Linked DNA regions of Mus musculus: all the other regions are linked to region 2. Evidence: chromatin contacts called from public HiChIP or PLAC-seq and promoter capture Hi-C data. All regions are on one chromosome and are shown on one strand. Each heading gives the region's core, a stretch centred on a gene start, on an enhancer-like site or on the middle of the called end of the contact. The rest is flanking DNA. Distances are from core to core; before and after follow the strand shown. Region 1 holds the start of Fstl3 (follistatin-like 3). Region 2 holds the start of Pwwp3a (PWWP domain containing 3A, DNA repair factor). Region 3 holds the start of Hcn2 (hyperpolarization-activated, cyclic nucleotide-gated K+ 2). Region 4 holds the start of Plppr3 (phospholipid phosphatase related 3).

Evidence for each region. Promoter capture Hi-C pulls out the DNA fragments that hold promoters and counts their contacts. HiChIP or PLAC-seq counts read pairs in DNA pulled down with a chosen protein or histone mark.
Region 1: a FOXA1 HiChIP or PLAC-seq map of pancreatic cancer cells shows a contact between it and region 2. The contact joins the promoter of Fstl3 here to the promoter of Pwwp3a in region 2. A contact is called at or near these places in 2 of 39 promoter capture datasets (liver and pre-B cells) and 1 of 115 datasets of contacts at active chromatin or transcription factors (pancreatic cancer cells).
Region 3: a FOXA1 HiChIP or PLAC-seq map of pancreatic cancer cells shows a contact between it and region 2. The contact joins the promoter of Hcn2 here to the promoter of Pwwp3a in region 2. A contact is called at or near these places in 2 of 39 promoter capture datasets (liver and pre-B cells) and 2 of 115 datasets of contacts at active chromatin or transcription factors (embryonic stem cells and pancreatic cancer cells).
Region 4: a contact with region 2 is called in a promoter capture Hi-C map of liver, with 2.6 times the contacts expected there. The contact joins the promoter of Plppr3 here to the promoter of Pwwp3a in region 2. A contact is called at or near these places in 8 of 39 promoter capture datasets (the C10 cell line, cranial neural crest, embryonic stem cells and 4 more), 4 of 115 datasets of contacts at active chromatin or transcription factors (embryonic hindbrain, embryonic stem cells, fetal liver and 1 more) and 2 of 9 other capture datasets (embryonic stem cells and liver).

The regions. Positions count from the first base shown.
Region 1 is chr10:79,775,805-79,778,687 of GRCm38.p6, reverse strand. Fstl3 (follistatin-like 3) reads right to left here and starts at 1,414. Exons shown (of 5, transcript NM_031380.2): 1 at 1,291-1,414; 2 at 1-125. The coding sequence starts at 1,387.
Region 2 is chr10:80,225,233-80,227,932 of GRCm38.p6, reverse strand. Pwwp3a (PWWP domain containing 3A, DNA repair factor) reads right to left here and starts at 1,335. Exons shown (of 14, transcript NM_023431.5): 1 at 1,229-1,335.
Region 3 is chr10:79,715,310-79,718,138 of GRCm38.p6, reverse strand. It overlaps Hcn2 (hyperpolarization-activated, cyclic nucleotide-gated K+ 2), which reads right to left and starts at 1,505. Exons shown (of 8, transcript NM_008226.2): 1 at 920-1,505. The coding sequence starts at 1,470.
Region 4 is chr10:79,873,229-79,875,928 of GRCm38.p6, reverse strand. Plppr3 (phospholipid phosphatase related 3) reads left to right here and starts at 1,295. Exons shown (of 7, transcript NM_181681.2): 1 at 1,295-1,909. The coding sequence starts at 1,835.

The DNA of each region.
Region 1 (2,883 bases), core at 165-2,664, 450 kb after region 2:
GTGGGTGAAGTTGGACCAGGCGGTGTTGATGTTGCCGGAAGCACAGCACTCCTCCCGGCTGACACGAGTCTTCAGCACCAGACTGCAGGTGGCCTCTCTGCCCTGCTGGAGCCAGCACACGCCACCTATTTGGAAGGAGGAGGAGGAATGGGGAAGCTCCAGACCCCATCTCTACCTAAGAATTATCCCTATACATGATCTTTGTGGAACAAACTCCCAACTAACCCCCAACACCTCAGATCTAATTCCCCCAGCCAATTCAGAGATGTCCATAGCTATCCTAAATGCCCTGTACAGGAAGAAAGGGCAGAAAGCCACAGCTGTGGCTCGAGCTCTTCTGTGGAGGGAACCCTTCTCCTCTGAGCCGCACCCGAGTGCTCCACCACCAACTCCCGCCTGGCCTCCAGGCCTGAGAACTGGCACCCTGCCCAGCCCCTTCAAATGCCAGGCGCTCGGCATGTGAGGGTCTGTGGGCCTGCACTGGCTTCCCGCCTCTGCCCTCTGTCTAGACAGTGCCCAGGACAGCCGAGCCCCCGGCTTGCAGCCCCCCCTCGCCTGACCCGCCTCTTACTCACTCCAACTGGGGAACATTCCCTCTGCGTGAGCTCACTCCCCTGGGACAGGGACGGGGGACGCGGCCCTAGGGGAGGGGGCTTGGCTCCCTTGGAGGGCAGCAGCCTTGCAGGGCTGGTAGGGGCTAGAACACAGAACCTTTGGCTTTCTTCACCCTTAAGTGAAGACAGCCGCACACCTCCCCCCCCCCCCCCGCCCCCATCAGAACTCATTCTTGCTCAAGAGACACTGCCGAACGCCTTCCATGAACTGGGCCCCAGCACCTCTGCAAAGGCTTTACAAAAAGGGAGACTGAGGCTGGAGCTCTCCTGGCCAGATGCAGGTATACCATTCTACCTGAGGCATCTCATCCAGAGACTCCTGAAACCCTCTGCCTAAGTGGCATTAGCAGGGCCAGCCACCCAGAGATGTCTCTCTAGGGCCTACAGAGCCACCTACCACGTCACTTAAAAGGTTCATGACCCTGGGCCTCAGTTTACCTATCCTGAAAACGGGGAGGAAAAAGTACCCACAAGTTTCGGCTGTTCTGTGGACTCATGGGAAAGCATGTAAACAGTAAGAGCTCAATAAATAAATGTCAGTCCTCTTTTGAGGCTGGAGGCGTGGAGTCCCGCATTCGCCCACCCAGCCAGAGCACACCCCAGACATCCCCCTGCCGCATTCCTCAGGCCACGTGGGTGGCCCGCTCGCCCGCCCCTTCCGCCCAGCCCCACTCACCGGGCACAGAATCCTCGGAGCCCATCACGGCGCCCACGGATCCCACTGTCCAGACCAGGGCTCCCCAAAGCAGCGGCCACAGTGCCCCAGAACGCATGGCGAGTGTTGGGCAGCAGCGGGGACTCAGCGAGTGCAGACGCCTCGGCCTATAAAAGCCCAGGGCGGGCGGGGCCGGCGGCGGGCGGGGCGGGGCGCAGCGGGACGGACGTGTCCCCGAGGCGCAGGGCCCGGGCCTGCGCGGGGGTGGCCACCGGGGGCAGGCCGTGTCCCATCTGGGAACCAGACAGTTGTCTAGGAAGAACAGTCCACAATGGGGTCAGGTCACAAAGTGTGGCCCGGAGGGCATGTCCTGGGAGGTGGACACCTCCAGGTGTCCAGTGTTCCTTTGGGGATCTCTGGGGTGCAGGTGAGAAGCCCCACCTGGGCTAAGCGGGTATTGAGGTTACCATCTGGTCTCTTTAGCCTCTTGCCTAACCTTCACCATGACAGTACCCACGGTTGCAAAGGGTGTCCCCATGCTGTTCCAAACTATTTAAAGACTCATACCTACCATTCTAGCCTTTGGAGGCTGAAGCAGGAGGATTGCTGTGAGTTTGAGGCCAGCTAGGGCTTCAGAGTGCATCAAACTAAAGTTGAGGTTGTCTGTAGCTAGCTCCGTGGGAGCTAGAGTGCTCCCCCAGCTCACACAGGCCCTGGAGTCCACCGGCACAAAAGGGATGGTGCACACCTGCCATTCCAGCTCTCAGGAGGTAACGGCTGGTGGATCAAGAGTTCAAGGACATTCTCAGCTACACAGGGAATTCAAGGCTAGCCTGGGCTACCTGAGACCCTGACTCAAAAAGGGAAAACGAAGCCAAACCCAGAGTTTAGAGGATGGCTCAGGGGTTAAGACTGATTGCTTCAGAGACAGGAAGACCTGAGTTCAAATCTCCAGCATCCATGTAAAAAGCCAATGTGGGGCAAGGACGCCTGTAATCCCAGGTATGTGGGGGTGGAGACAGGAGGATTGCTGGGGCTTGCTGGTCACCATACCTGCAACTTCAGTGAGAGACTCTTGTCTCAAAGGAATAAGGCCAGATGTGAGAGAGGGGACACCTGATGTCTTCTGGCCTCTGTGAATGGATATGTGCACATAGGAAAAAAAAATCATCCGGCAGGAGTTGTACCCCAGAATCCCAGCACTTATGGGGGCCACAAATTCAAGTTCAATCTGGTTTACAAAGAGAGCACAGGCCAGAAAGACTCTATCTAAGAAACAGGATGGGAGCTGGAGAGATGGCTCACTTAAAGAGCACTGACTGGTGTTCTAGAGGTCCTGAGTTCAATTCACACATGGTGGCTCACAACCATCTGTAATGTCCTCTTCTGGTGTGTCTGAAAACAGCAGCATTGTACTCACATACATAAAATAAATAATCTTTAAAAAAAAAAAGAAGAAGAAATACTAATTCCAGCACTCGGGAGGCAGAGGCAGGCGAATTTCTGAGTTCAAGTCCAGCCTGGTCTACAGAGTGAGTTCCAGGACAGCCAGGGCTATACAGAGAAACCCTGTCTCAAAAAAAAAAAATACTTTGAAGAAACAGGATAGGATAG
Region 2 (2,700 bases), core at 86-2,585:
AGAAATGGAAAGATGGGGGAAGGGGGACCAAAGCAGCAGGAAGGACGGCAGGAACAAGGGAACTACCAGCAGAAACAAGGGTTTATGTAGTAGAAGGGATCGTAGAAGCAGGAAAGGTTTTCCAGAGGGATTACAGGCAGCAGAGTTGGGGGAACAGGGTTCCCAGCAAGGATGGGAGTTCATTAAAGCAGGGTGGGGTTTCAGGAGATAACAAGGGCTCTGCAGCGTTATGGGAACTCAGACAACAAAAGATGAGGCTCAGGTAACAAGGACTGGGGTTTGGGCAGCAAATATGTCCATAGCAAAGAAAGAGGTTCAGGTAGGAGTCAGGTAAAAGAGGTGGGGTTTGCAGTAGGGAAACAAAGATGGGGTTCACAGAGGAACTGAGATTCAAGCTGCAGAAACTTGAGTTCAGCAGGAAATATAGGGTTTACAGCAATGAATGGGAGGTCAGGCTAGAGGGAGTTTGGGCGCGGAGACTGCGATTCTGACATGAAACTCAGAGTTCACAACAGGGATAAGGTTCGAGCAGCAAATTGGGGGCTTAGACTGCAGAGAGGGGGTCAAAGGGAAGAAATAAGGCAAGAAATCCAGAATTTTCAGCAAGGACATAAATTCAGGCTGCTGAGACAGGGTACCAAGCAGTAAATTCACGATTCAGGCGGCACGGGGTGTGTGTGTGTATGTGTGTAATGTTGGGTTGATACTGCAGAGGTCGAGGTATCCGGTCAATAAGGGGCCTCCAGCAGGAAACTCGGGGTCTTAGCAAGGACACGGGTTCAGGCTGCAAAAAAGGGGTATAAGGTAGGAAACTCGGGGCTCAGGTTGCAGAAGAGAGATATAAGGCCGGAAATACGGGGTTCAGGCTGCAGAAGATAGGGATCAGGCCGGAAATACGAGGCTCTCGGCAGGGATGGGGCTCAGGCTGCAGAGAAGGGGACTTAGGTCAGAAACACAGGGTTTGCACCAGGAAACGAGGTTCTCAGCCCCCCAGGGGCCTCGGCCGCACGTGGGCCCTGCGCAGAACCGGACGCGGCCCAGCTGGTCCAGCCCAGCCGCCGCCCTTCCCCAGGCTCTCCGCCTGCACCCCGCCCGGCCCTCCCCAGGCCGCAGCGGGCTCACCCACCCAGCCCGCCTGACGCGGCGTCCGAGCCTGAGCGACCAGGCCGCGGCGGTCCCAACGGCGGAAGCCCGCCCGCCAACCGCCGCCGCAAGCCCGCGCGCTCACCGCCTCCGCCGCCGCGCAGATCCCCGCGGGCTAGGGGCGGGGCCTGCCTCACAGCGGCGCCGAGTCCCGCCCGCGCCGCCGCCCAATGGGAACTGCGTACCTGCGCCTCGACCCCGCCCCCCAAGAGCGCGCCACCTCCTGCGGGCCACGCCTCAGCCCATCGGTCACGCCCTCCACCGCCTTCCCTCCTGCCCAACTTGTGGAGTGCGCGGCGAGGGCTCCCCCTGGGCCCGAGGCAGGGTAGACCGGGAGGCCCGCTCCAAGTCCCACCCCCCGCTGCTGGCCAATAAGAAGATGGAGCTCACATCATGGCCCCTCCCACAGACGGCGGCGGCCTCCCTAGACCACGCCTCAGCCCGTAGTCCACGCCCCAGTTTTCCTACATCCTGCAATGGTTCCTGAGACGGAAAGTGGGCCCTTTTTCCAGACAGATTTCCGCCTGCGAGCAGCTATGCGAAGACAGAGGGGGGTTGGGAAGGCGAAGGCCTCACGAGCTCCTCACAGACTTCTAGTACCTTCCAGCTTCCGAAGTAACCCGATTCCCACCCCAGAAGGAAGTTATCCCACCTATGTGGGAAAAAAAAAAAGCCATCCAGTGAGGATGCCCAAGTCCTGAAGTGGAAAATAGAATGTGAGATGGCCTCATACCTAGGTCCCCAAGCATAGTCAGCGACTGGGAGGGAGGGGGGCTGCATCCAGGACCTGTATCCATGGACTTTTCTAGAACTGGAAGTTTCCAGTTTGGCTGCCGACAAATGTTTTTGTTTTTGTTTTTTTGAGACAGGATCTTTCTGTATAGCTGTGGCTGTCCTGGTACTCACTTTGTAGAGACCAGGCTGGCCTCAAACTCTACCTGCCTCTGCCTGCCAAATGCTGGGATTAAAGGCGTGTGCCACCACTGCAGGTGAGGTTCACACTCAAATTCTTAACTAAGGCAGTTAGGCTGCTCACCTGAGCAATGTCACTGACCTGGTCTCTCATGACTGTTTTTCCTTTTTAAAATGGTTTACTTATTCCCATTTCATGCGCATTGGCGTTTGCCTGCATGCATGTCTGTGTGAAGCCATCAGATCTTGGAGTACTACAGGAAGTTGTGAGGGGCCACGTGGGTGCTGGGATTTGAACCTCCATCCTCTGGAAGAGCCATCTCTCCAACCTAAGTGTTTTTCTACTGTGCTTATTACAGATGGAGAACAAGTGTTGTTGTTGGCCACAGAGGTGAGATGACGGGCCTGCACCCTGGGTGTCATTAGGATGGTGGCTTGTGCCACAAGTGACATGGGGTCAGGAATCCCAGGCCCAGAAGCTTAGATGGCAGTACTAGGGTCTCCTGACAGCACTGGCCAAAGTGGGCAGTGTGTGTGTGTTCTAGGCCACTGATTCTCAGGTAATTCTCTTGAAGTGAGGATTGTCACATTGTCACCACCAAGCATTACTGGTCTGCATAAGCTTGGAGGTTATGCGTGGTGGAG
Region 3 (2,829 bases), core at 256-2,755, 510 kb after region 2:
GATAGGGAAGCATCCTGTCTTCAAATCTGCACCCTAACTGTCACCGCAGATAGGGTCATTAGCCTGCATCCCTTGCACGCAGCTCTCCCTATGGCCCTCGAGTGTACACCCACTCGGGACACACGCGCGCGCACAGCTAGCATCCCAACAGGTACTTCTAGAGACCCACCAGCCACACCTCTAGGGACACGCCTCCCCTTGATCCACCGAAACACGCCTCCCCAGGACCCTCTCGGGCATCACATCACAAGCTCGCTCGGAAAGGAGAGACAGACGCAAACACTCGGGTCATGGCCCTACGCCAGCTTCTTTCGCTGCACGCAGCAGCCAACTCAGGCCACGTCCGTAGCCACACACCCGGGATGTGTGGGTACTCGGAACGCGCCCGCCCCGGGCGCAAGTGGAGACCGTGGGAACGCGAGGCGCCCGCTTAATAACGCCCTCCCCGAGGCCTCCCGAGCGCGTCCTTTCCCATGCGTCCTTCCTTATTTCTTCCTTCTTTCCTTCCCTTCTTTTCCTTCCTCCTCCTTTTTCTTCCTTTCTCCTTTCTACCCATCTTTCCACCCTCATTTCTGCTCCGCGGCCTACGGGCACCCACGTTCCCCTCTATTCGTCCTCTCCACCCCTATGCGCTCAGACCCTGGCCCTGAGGCCGCGGTTCTCGCCCACTGCAACTAGGGCGCGCGGGAGGGGGAGCGCCAAGGACCCCCTCACTCCAGGCCTCCAAAAGGGCGGACCCTCTGCACACCAGGGTCCCTCGGGGGTGGGTCCGGGTCGAGCCCGAGGTCACCGCGAGGGGACTACCCCCCATCCTCGGCCCGGTGACTCGAACTGCCACCACCCCGAGGTCACCATCCGGGACGTGGCGCCCCGCCCTCTCCCGGGCGCGCCAAGGACGGGCCCCTCCCGGAGGCGGCACCTGAAGTCGCTGTAGGGGTGGATGATCCAGGCCCCCGCCGACTTCACGCGTTCCTGCTCGCGCTCCACGGCCTTCTGGCTGCCGAACATCCGCAGGGAGAACTTGTTGACGCCGGGCTGCAGAAGCGCCCCGAATTGGCGCTGCAGGAAGCTAGCCTGGCTGCCGCGCGGCTCACCCGCCGGGCCCGCCTCCTCGCTGCCCGCCTCCTCGGCCGCCGAGGGCCCGGAGGCCGCCCCGCGGCATGAGAACGAAACCTTGGGGCCGCGCGCGGGGCCCTCGGGGCTGCACTGCGGCTCCCCGCGCCCGCACTCGCCATTCGCGCCGCCCTTGGCCGCGCCAGGGGTGCAGGCGCTGTCGCGGCTGCAGAGCCGGGCGCGCGGGCCGGGCTCGTCCGCCGACTCCGGGTGCGAGGGGGTCGTGGGGTTCGGGGGTGGCGCGGGTGGTGGCTGAGGCTGAGGGGGCGCGGGCGGCGGCGGCGGTGGCGGCGGCCCCGGCGCAGGGGTCGTGCCCGGACTATCGCCCGGCCGCCCGCCGCCCCCGCGCGCATCCATGGCGAGGCGGCGCCGGGCAGTGCGGAGCGGAGCGGCCGCCGCCGCCGCCGGCCGAGCCCGAGGGAGGGCGGAGCCGGGGGTGGAGCCTCTGCTTGCGGGGGAGGGGCGGGGGCGGGAGCCCCGCCTCCACCTGAACCACCCTCACCCCACACAGGGATGGATGGGGAAACTGAGGCTCTGGCCAGCAAGCAGGCTCAAGGTCAGTCAGCCCCTTGAGACCTTGGAGATGCGCTCAGGCTCGGTTCCCCAGGGGGAAACTGAGGCCAAGGACGAACCCAAGGTCACAGAGCCCAGCCGGCGGGCCCCTGCCTTGACGCACGATGCAGACCAAGCCCTGGTCCACTCTGGGGTTCCTCCGCGATCTCGAGGACACCGCGGGCGGGGCAACCGCTGACGCTCACCCCTCGGGTGCCAACTCCTTTCTCGGTTCAAGGTGGCAGATTCCATAATAAAAGTGTGTTCCCGGAGGCTACCATATCTCTGGCTCTGTCGCTTTCACCGCCTCCAAGGCAGAAACCTATGAATATTTGTGAGAAGGGCTGAGATCATTCTGGGTTCTAATCTCAGCCCATCTCCAAGCCCTACTTGTGGGGAAACTGAGGCATGGTCAGGCAACAAAAACAGTAGCAAGACTCCTGTGGCTTCTGGCGACTTCTCCCTTAAAAAGTGAGGATCCCAGGTTAGGTAGTCCTTAGCGGTCTCCAGGGGATCCTGGTTCAACTTCTGCCTCTGTACATATACCCGACCCCTACTCTCTGCCACCTTGACTCAGGCATCAGTTACATTCCACACTTTACCCCAGGTCCGGGGAGACATTGGCTCCTGGGGGTCCTAAGGCTGTGGCCTGAGGCTGGAGCCAGGTGACACTAGTTCTGACTCTAAATTCCCACCCTTCTTCACCAAAGAGTGGAGAGGATTTTATGACAGGATGTTGGGGAGAAGGGAGGAAATACAGGGGAAGAATAGCTGTGAACTGGTGGGAAGAAAGTTCTCATTCAGGAGACTCTTGGGACCTTCTTATGTCCCCTCTGGGCATCCTTAGATTCTCCCTTATTTCCCTGGACCCTAAGTTCACTTAAATCCTTCTGACCTTTTACAAACTCCCCTGGATGCTTCTGGACCCTTTCTAGACCCTTTTAGATCTTCTGGGTCCCTCTTAACTTCTCTTGGACCCTTCCAGCCCTTTATGGGTCATCAAGGTCCCTACAGCCTTCACTGTTTCTGGCCTGACCTCATATTTAGCTATTGGTTGAGTGTCTCAAGAATGGGGCTATGACTTCTGTCTGCTCACAGTAGGTGTCCAGTGATGTTGGATGTGCCATGCCAGCTGCATGCCCTCATCTGACACAGATGGGCTGC
Region 4 (2,700 bases), core at 46-2,545, 350 kb after region 2:
CAGGTTATATCAAAACTCACAGCAATTCTCCTGCCTTACGTGACTGAAAACTGCACACACACCACCAGCTCCTCTTTGCTGCTCCTTTTGTGCTGGGTGTCTCTGTATGGCCATCAGGCCTGGGGAGCTTGCTGTTCCCATGAGGAAACTCAGAAAACATGAGGCTGAGGTAGAGTCTGGGAACACAGCAGTCAGTTTGGGGAAAGCATTGAGACAGTGAGAATAAACCCATAATATTTATACGTGAGCCCTGCGGTGCCTGCGTGCTCGTGTTTATATTTGAGCCCTGCAGTCCTGCGTGCTCATGTTTATACGTGAGCCCTACAGCCTCTGTGTGCTCATGGGTCCTTTCAAAGGCCCTTTTTGGTTTTTTTGAAAGAGGGTGTCACTATGCAGGCTGACCCCATGGAATCCCCCCGCCAGTCTCACAGAAAGAGAGAGGAACACAAGCAGGCTTCTTGGTCCCTGAGACCAACCCTAGCTTGACCTGACCTTTGGGGACAGGGTCTCTCCTTGGCTTGCTGCTTGCTGCTTAGGTGAGATGGTGGCTGGAGAGTCCTGGTGATCCTGCCTTCCTCCTGTACCCAGGGCAGAGGGATTCGAACTCAGGTCCTCACGCCTGCAGCACAAGTGCTTTACAGATTGAGACATCGCTCTGGCCTCCACACCACTCCCTTTTTAATGATTTTAAGACAGAGTCTCACTGTGTAGGCCAGGCTGGGCTGGGACTTACAACAATCCTCCAGACTCAGCCTCTTGAATACTGGGACGTCAGCCGTGTACCACTACACTCAGCTTTCAACAGAGAGTTGCAGGGTCTGTCAGCCTAAGTCCCACTTCCCAGTGGGTCACAAGAGTTTGTTAAGGGCCTGGTATACAGTAGGTGCTCAGCAGATAGTGACTATTCCGATCTAACATCTTAGGGCCTCAGTTTGTCCCATCCAGGATGGGGTGGGGTCAACCAGTGGGTACATTTACAGGACTGCCTCTGTGGAGAGGAAACCCTTGAAAACAGCAAGCACTGCATAAGTGCACATTACAGTCCTTTATCCTCAAGGCATCAACTGCCCAGGGTCAGGAGGGTGAGGTGGCCCTGGTGGTTGGACAGAGGAGAGGTGGGACGGGGACGAGGGGGAGAGAAGGTAGAGGACAGCCCCTCCACCCCTGTGTCTTTGTCTCCTTTTGCTCAGGCGCCCAGGGACCTCACCATGGAAACGGACTCCAGCGAGCCGCGGGCACGGAAGGCGTGGGGGCCGAGGAATCGGCGACCGTGAGACGCAGGGAGGCAACTGGAGGCGCGGGGCGCGGGATCTCGCCTTCCCCACACTGCGCCGCGCGCTCCTAGGTCCCGGAGATCAACCGTGCTCGCGCAAGGCGCACAGAAGGCACGCGCAAGGGGCAGGGACGAGACCCAGATTGCGGTCCCCGCGCAGGGCCAGAGACCCTGAGACCCGCAGAGTGGGAGGCGGAGGCGCCCAAGCCGGGGGCGGGGTTGGGGCGGGGCCGAGCGGGCTGCAGAGCGCGCAGACAAAGAGCTCACGCGCCGCACACCGCGCCCGGGCCTCGCGTCCCTCCCACGCGGGGACCCTGGCTTTGTGTCCGCGCTTTGCAAGGGACTCCGCCCTCCTTGCTCCCTCCAGGTGAACGAGCCGCGTGCGCGCGCGGGGGCTCCGGCCTCTCCCTTCCCCAAGTTCCCCCTCTGCTCCAGCCTCAGTTTCCCCGAGCCCTCTTGGCTAACCCTTATCTCCCCACCTGGAGACTCCATCTGCGCAGCTCCTAGTCTCCAGCCTGCCTTTGTCCCCCTGCAATCTCGGCCTACAGCGCCAACGTCACCATGCTTGCTATGAAGGAGAAGAATAAAACGCCGAAGGACAGCATGACACTCCTGCCTTGCTTTTATTTCGTGGAGGTGAGTGGGGGTCGCGGTGAGAGATCTTCGTGGCAGGGAGCTTCTGAGACCGTCCACTTCATGCTGCAGGAACAGGAACCCGCACCGCGGAACCAGGCCACCTGGAGTTGAGATGGGGATGAGGCTGGTTCCAAAGGCACAGGGTTTTACAGGTCGAGTAGGAGTTGCAAAGCCTCAGAAAGGTCCTTTAGAATGTGGGAACAGATGGGGGAATGCTAGGATGCTGGGCGTTCCTTTAAGGACAGGGTTGAGAAGCTCAATTGGGGGCGGGGGGGTGTGTGCTGGAAATTGGGGCATTGGAGGTGAACAAGCCCCAACTAGTGAGGGTGGGTGGGTGCTGGGTACTTGGCTCTGCAGTACCCGAGGTGCGTCTAAATTCAAGCACTCTTCTAATGGCATGACTGTGTGCCCCACGCCCAATCTCCACCAGAGCTCGTCAACCCCTCGGTGAATCCAGACAGCTGTGGTGGAGAGCTGAAAGCATCTAAAAATAGAAAACAATAAATGCATTCACTTGGTGCATACTAAGTGTGGAGGGTTGCGGTTTCCTTTGAATGGCAGAAGCTGTGAGCCAGGCAGAGTCTCAGAAGCCCCTGATCAGGCTGGAGCCCAGCCTTCTGTCCTCAGCAGGTGACCTGTGTGAGCCACAGAGCATTAGGGGGAATGCTTATGTCCCAACATGACATTTAAGGGTGACTATAGCCCACTCCAAGGCTCTGCCCAGCCCCTCAGACCCACTCTCACCAGAATCCTTTGAAATCTTTCCAGAATTTGCTTTACAGCTATTTTTT